Regions from separate parts of the Macaca mulatta genome. Here region 1 is linked to region 2. Evidence: chromatin contacts called from public Hi-C data. All regions are on one chromosome and are shown on one strand. Each heading gives the region's core, a stretch centred on a gene start, on an enhancer-like site or on the middle of the called end of the contact. The rest is flanking DNA. Distances are from core to core; before and after follow the strand shown. Region 1 holds the start of DLD (dihydrolipoamide dehydrogenase). Region 2 holds the start of CBLL1 (Cbl proto-oncogene like 1).

Evidence for each region. A called contact is a pair of places that touch in the nucleus more often than the background predicts.
Region 1: a contact with region 2 is called in a Hi-C map of blood, with 4 times the contacts expected there. The contact joins the promoter of DLD here to the promoter of CBLL1 in region 2. A contact is called at or near these places in 7 of 14 Hi-C or Micro-C datasets (CD4 T cells, blood, cortical neurons and 4 more).

What each region holds. Positions count from the first base shown.
Region 1 is chr3:147,487,860-147,491,064 of T2T-MMU8v2.0, forward strand. It overlaps DLD (dihydrolipoamide dehydrogenase), which reads left to right and starts at 1,750. Exons shown (of 15, transcript XR_013415495.1): 1 at 1,750-1,889.
Region 2 is chr3:147,353,440-147,356,462 of T2T-MMU8v2.0, forward strand. CBLL1 (Cbl proto-oncogene like 1) reads left to right here and starts at 1,638. Exons shown (of 6, transcript NM_001260727.2): 1 at 1,638-1,952. The coding sequence starts at 1,940. LOC106997603 (a long non-coding RNA gene) reads right to left here. Exons shown (of 2, transcript XR_013415491.1): 1 at 2,149-3,023; 2 at 583-1,175.

The sequences.
Region 1 (3,205 bases), core at 500-2,999, 130 kb after region 2:
AGAGATGAGGAGGAATGTGGAGGAATATGGTGAGTGCAGTAACGAATCTATTTCCTGCCTCAATTCTCATACTAGGTTGAGCTCCTAGGCTTTGTGAATGACAGCTGGAAGGGATGGAAATGTTTCATCTTTAAAAAATAAAAATATGATATTGTAATTTTGGACAAGGGAGTAGGGGACAAAGCCCCAGAAAGTTCAGGAAAGAACTGTGAGATTTGGTGCATATGGAACAATAACTCCTAGACCAGATGTCAAAAACTGCCATGAAGCTGGAGAGGAGACAATTCTCCCCATCTGTGTGGTAGAGGGTACTCACTGTCCCCCAATATCTCTTCATCTCATCTTGCTTATTAATACAATTTTAGGTAGGCACTCAGGTGACAAGACTATGTTTCGCAGATCCCCTTGCAGCTAGGTGTGGTTTTGTTATCAGATGGAATGAGGGGATATGATTGTAGAAACTCCAGCAGCCATCTTGAATGAAGGATGCAAGGCAAGCTCTGATGATGGCAGAGTCACGAGATAAAAGGAGCCGGGGACCCTGTCACAGGACAGAGCTGCCAGCAATGCCGTCTCTATAACAAACACTAAATATTACTCATATCTAAACCTGAACATAGATAGGCAGTAATTTCTAACCAGTGTTTAGACCAGCACAAGGCCTGGGTGGTAGACTTTCAATAAATGTAGAATTAAGTTTATTCACACTATTTAGAGTTATGGAAGGCAAGAATCAGACCTTAGACTTTCATGCTCAATCTTGAAGACAGTGTTTTTCTTTTTTTTTTTTTTTTTTGAGACGGAGTCTCGCTCTGTCACCCAGGCTGGAGTGCAGTGGCCGGATCTCAGCTCACTGCAAGCTCCGCCTCCCGGGTTCACGCCATTCTCCGGCCTCAGCCTCCTGAGTAGCTGGGACTACAGGTGCCCGCCACCTCGCCCGGCTAGTTTTTTTTGTATTTCTTAATAGAGACGGGGTTTCACCGTGTTAGCCAGGATGGTCTCGATCTCCTGACCTCGTGATCCGCCCGTCTCGGCCTCCCAAAGTGCTGGGATTACAGGCTTGAGCCACCGCGCCCGGCCGAAGACAGTGTTTTTCAACCCTTTCAACCGATTATCTCTCAAAACCTAAAATCTCATCCACCATCCCACTCTGTTTTACCGGGCAGATGTGTTTCTCAACCAAAGAAATAGAAGATAGTGTGTTTTCTACCTATTGTCAGTTAGCTAATTAGAGCAGGATGCTGGCGATGCCAAAATCTGTAGCCCCATCCCTTATATGGCACTTGAGGGGAGCGAGTATAAAGCAGTAGTTAAGACCAAAGGTTTTGGCCTTGGGGCTGCAGTTATCTCTCCTTTTCAAGACCTTGGGGTAAATGTTTAACCTCTCTGGGCCTCATCCAAGAAATGGAAATACTAGCAATACTCCATATGGTTGTTGCAAGGATGAAATCTCTGTAGAAAGTGCGGAGGAATGCCTAGCACAACCAAGAGCTTGTCAAACTTGTCACGCTTTACTGTCTGTAGCGTGCATTAGGCAAACGATAGTTTTATTTGTTTATTTCATCTTCCAAGTATAAGAACACATTGTAGCTCGACATTTTGACACCGGCCCCTAAGTCTTTCCCACCACCACCCCCGCTGCGACAAAGCACTACGCTCCTTACGACAGCGTACGACGCCTAGCCTGACAGGAACACCTCTTACGGTAGAACCGCGCGGGCCAATCGCGCTGCTCCCGGGCGAAAACGTAACTGCGCCTGTGCATGCGCAGGGCGGGGAGACCTTGGTGAGGCGGCGGAGGCGCCCAGCGGAGGTGAAAGCATTGGCGGAAGGGAAGATACAGCGGAAAAATGCAGAGCTGGAGTCGTGTGTACTGCTCCTTGGCCAAGGTGAGGGCCGAGTAGGTGGGGTCTTGCTGAGCCAGAGGCACGGAAGGTCCCGCTCTGTGGGTCCGGGACGCGGCCTAAGCCCGTTGGCCTGGAGGAGCCCAGGCGCCTGTCCCGCACCACCCCTGGCCCCGCCTCTGCACCGGCTCAGCCCGGCCCTAGGCTCCGAGGTAGCAGCTTCTCCTGCGGCGGCAGCAGGCGAGGGACGGGCCTGGGCCCAGGCTGTGGCGAGTCCTTTCAGGTTGTGTGACGGCCGGCGGTTACACATGCCACACCCCCAAGCCTGGGCCGAGGGCCATCCCGGTCACACAGAGGCCTCTACCTTGGAGGAAGTGTAAGCCACCCACGTCCCGTATAGTCTGGCTCTTTATACTCTCTGCCTTTTTCTCATCCTAATTCTGACCCCTGAGTGGCCTCATTTTATGCAGTGGGCAGGTAACCCTGGGGTCACTTCTTGAATGGTTCAGACCCAGTCAGCTCCAACAGAAAGCCCTGGGAATTCCCCTAAGGTCTTGTCAGTGTTGGCAGCTTTCAGCTGGTGTTCATTGCCATCTCTCAGGTCTTTCTGGATATTTAAATCTTTAATTGCAGTAGGTTATCAGAACAACTTTCCTTTTTAACCTGCCTGCCAGACACAGCCAAATTGTGTGTATGTGGGACCATGGCCGGGTACTATATTGGTGGAGACCTCAAAAATAATATAGCAATCAAACCCCTTTGTTTCAGAGATGAGGAACCTGCGTTCCCAAAAATTAATGTAACATTCTATAAGTCATGCTTTTAGGGAGCGGCGGAGGTGGGACTAAAACTCTAAGATTGACAATCGGCTGCTCTTTGGGTTTGCTGTCCTGACCTCAAGTGTTAAGAGTTGCCTTGGAGTAGTTTTGTCACTGCTGCCCATTTGCCTACTGTGATAGAAGCAGGGACTGTTTGCTTTCTTTCTTTCTGCCTCATTGCCCTTAGGAAATGGTAGCCATCCATATATAGAGATTAGGGAGATGATGAGTTTTATCAAACTGTCGTAGCTCCAGAACGTAAGTACACTACTTTGCATTTTCCTAAGTTACCTTGTCTAATTTGCTATTCCTAGTTGATGGCTCAGGAACATCTTCATAGATGGTTCTGAGTAAATATGGACTATATATACATGCTGGCTTAAAGTTAGGAAACAAAAATTACAGGTAAAAGGATTATCATGTATAGATTATTCAAGTATTTAAGTTAGAACTTCCAGAGCTTTATTCATTTATTTATTTTGAGACGGAGTCTCACTCTGACGTCCAGGCTAGAGTGCAGTGGCGCGATCTCGGCTTACTGCA
Region 2 (3,023 bases), core at 388-2,887:
TCCGCAGGCTGAGGCATAAGGATCCCTTGAGCCCAGGAGTCCAAGGATGCAGTGAGCTATGATTGTGCCATTGTACTCCAGTTTGGGCCGCCCCATCTCTAAAAAAATTTTTTTGGTATGAAAAAGATGTACTTTCTAGGTGAAAACTTTAAAAAAAGAAAAACAAAAAACCCAAATTGGTGAAAAAAGCCCGACTATATCAGCACTGTATTTAGAAAAATAGGGAGGTATCGGAAAAAGGTTAAGCAAGCCCCAATGTCCAAAACAATAATCCCAGAAACTGAAAGCATCTTGAAAACCACTTAGGAATACAGAACTTTACATTTAAAAAAAGCAGGAATAATTTTGATTCACAAATGTCCTTAGTTGTGAATGTACCTAAAAACTTGTTTATAAAGCTGCATATATTTAGTGGAACAATCTTTTACAAGATCTCAGGAAAATAATCACCAAATAACATGGTGCACTTAAATCGCAGTGATCACCACAGTATGATTCACAGGTAACACCGTACAACTACAAAGATATAACACATTGCTACACATACTTTATTTGCAATTCAGTACCATGAAAACATTTCTCTAAGAGGTCAATGTAATAATCTTTTATTGATATAGGAACTCTGGCACTGAAAGCTTGAATAACCCAAGGTAATGATGTCGTCACCAAGGGACAACGAGAATAGAACCCAAATCCCTTGACTCCCAAGCTTGTGTTTTCCCTTAATTGTGCTCCTTTCTATTCATCCAAGAGCATCAAGTGTAAAACGTGGGAGAAAGGAGTGGACACAAATGAGCCAAGTCCGCGAGGTGGAGACTGCACTGAAAGTCCTAGGAATCGCCCCTTGGCACTTTCCTTTTGTTTTGGCTGAAGATGAAAGCAGCAGCAACCACAAACTCCTGGGACCAAGACCTGGAACTAGGTACTGCCTGTTGCGGTTAACTCTCTTCCTCATTTTAGGCCTTTCCTTTTTAACCTCTCCTTCCGGCCAAGCCTTCGCGCGCTCTTCCCCTCTCTCGGTTTCTATCTGCTCCCTTTAGCTCCACTCTGCATATTCCTGCTAGGTGTCCCCGTGAGAGGAGGCAGCTGCGCCGCACTGGCTCTCCACCCTCCATCAGGCCCTGGCGCCCAGTCCTCAGGTGTTCAAGAGGTTCGTAGCGTCACAAGCGCTCTCCCTAGAAAGTGAGTGGCAGTCAAGCATTATAAATGTGTTTCAACTGTTAAGAGACTTAAGAGATGGGAACCGGGGCATATACCAAGTCACCTCTGCGTGGGTTTAGGTAGCTGGTCACGACAAAGCAAAATTTAGACAATAAGCGTTGAGACTTTCGTTTTAGCTGCGAGTTTCACAGCTCCGCCATCCCCTGAGCAACCTCCCACTGGAGGACGCCTGCCGAAGCGCATGTGTTTACACTTTTCCTACACCAAGCGGAGGACCCAAGCGCTCGCCGACCCCGGGGGATTCCAAACCGTTACTCCGCCCGCCGGGGTGGGGCCAGCGCAACGGCCGAGCCTGCGCAGCCGGCCGGCTCCGGGGCCCCCGCGCACTACAAGTCCCAGAAGGCAGCTCTCCGCGGGGGCGGGCAGTCGGTTTATCTGCCTCACACTCATTTTTACCACTGCTCTCCCCTTCCCCGGTCCTCCTGGTGTCCTTTCCACAGTTAAACGCTACTTTCTCTTGAAGCACATGAGGAGAAGCCTTAGCAACCTCGATACCAAAGTTCTTCGCGCGCTCGCTCTTTCTGCCTCTGCTCGAACTATGCCTGAGTCCCTCACAGGAGTTGGGTAGTGCAGGCGAGAGAAGGAAGTCTTTGCAGGCCAAAACTAGGACAACCTGCTCGGACTTCCGCCTCCTGGCCTCCGGAAGGCAGTGCGCACGCGCTCGCTGCGACTGCGGCGCGGTTGACTTCCGCTCCCACTGTGCTCTGCGAGCCGAATCATGGATCACACTGGTAAGGAGGCGGAGGCAGTGGGGGTCCCGGTTCCATGCCCCCTTGGCCGGCCTGGGGCTGGTTGCCCAGCAGGCAAAAGGGATTACGCTCGCCCCACAACACTAGGGTGTGGCAGTGAGAAGAAATCTCACATATGCCTTCCTGTGCCTGGCAGGGGCCTGCCGTTTCCTGGCCTACCCTCTGGTGTGGTACCTACCTCCTCCGTGCCGGCAACAACCGCTCCTTCTCTCGTTCTGAGCTCCGAACCCGGACCGGTGGGCAATGTAGGCCTTTGGGAAGGGAGAGCGCCGGCTCTGTTTTATTCAGCCCAGCTGCTCTGGCCTACGTTATGGAGACTGGCGGGTAGATTGCGGTCTCCGAATCGCGGAATCCTCTTTACGCTGGGAGTGGACGGGCGAGAGTGGGTTGGAGACTTCCTGCTGTCTCAGTCAGCTTTGGGCGGGTGCTGCAGTGGTCACCTCCTGTCGTCTCTCAGATCCTTTATGGACTAGAGAGGTGAAAGAAGGGCGTCTGATAGAGTTTTTGGAATCCAACTCGTAGCTTTTACCTAAACCAAAAGCATGCCCCGCGCTTCGACTGAGGTCCGTACTCATCATTTGAGGGTATTTACAAAGAGGAGCTTAAAATCAAGGCATTCTCATACTTTTCTCCAAGTAAGAGTAGCTCCACCCTTTGTTATGTATTTTCTGCCTTTGGCTTCTATGTGGTTCTCAGATATTGAATGCGTGCTCTTGGAGTTAACAGGTGCCCCATACATTTACAGCGACCATATCACAAATGGAGAAAAAAAGGCTTTGTCTTGAGTATTGAGTTGTCCTCATCAGATATCTGCTTGATTATGTAATTAGGTGTGTATGTTTATGTAGTGTATATTTATGCCAGATACAGATATCTGTAGGTCGGGAGATGGAAGATGGAATGGTAAACGAGACGGACCAGGTCCGTGATAGAACTTCTATTTCACGGAGGAACACAGACAATATCTTCTTTTTTAAAAAATTTTTTGTTTTTTAAATGTTTGCGAATTATAAGTGTTTTGAAGAAAATAAACCAGTGCTGTGGAGAGATTCA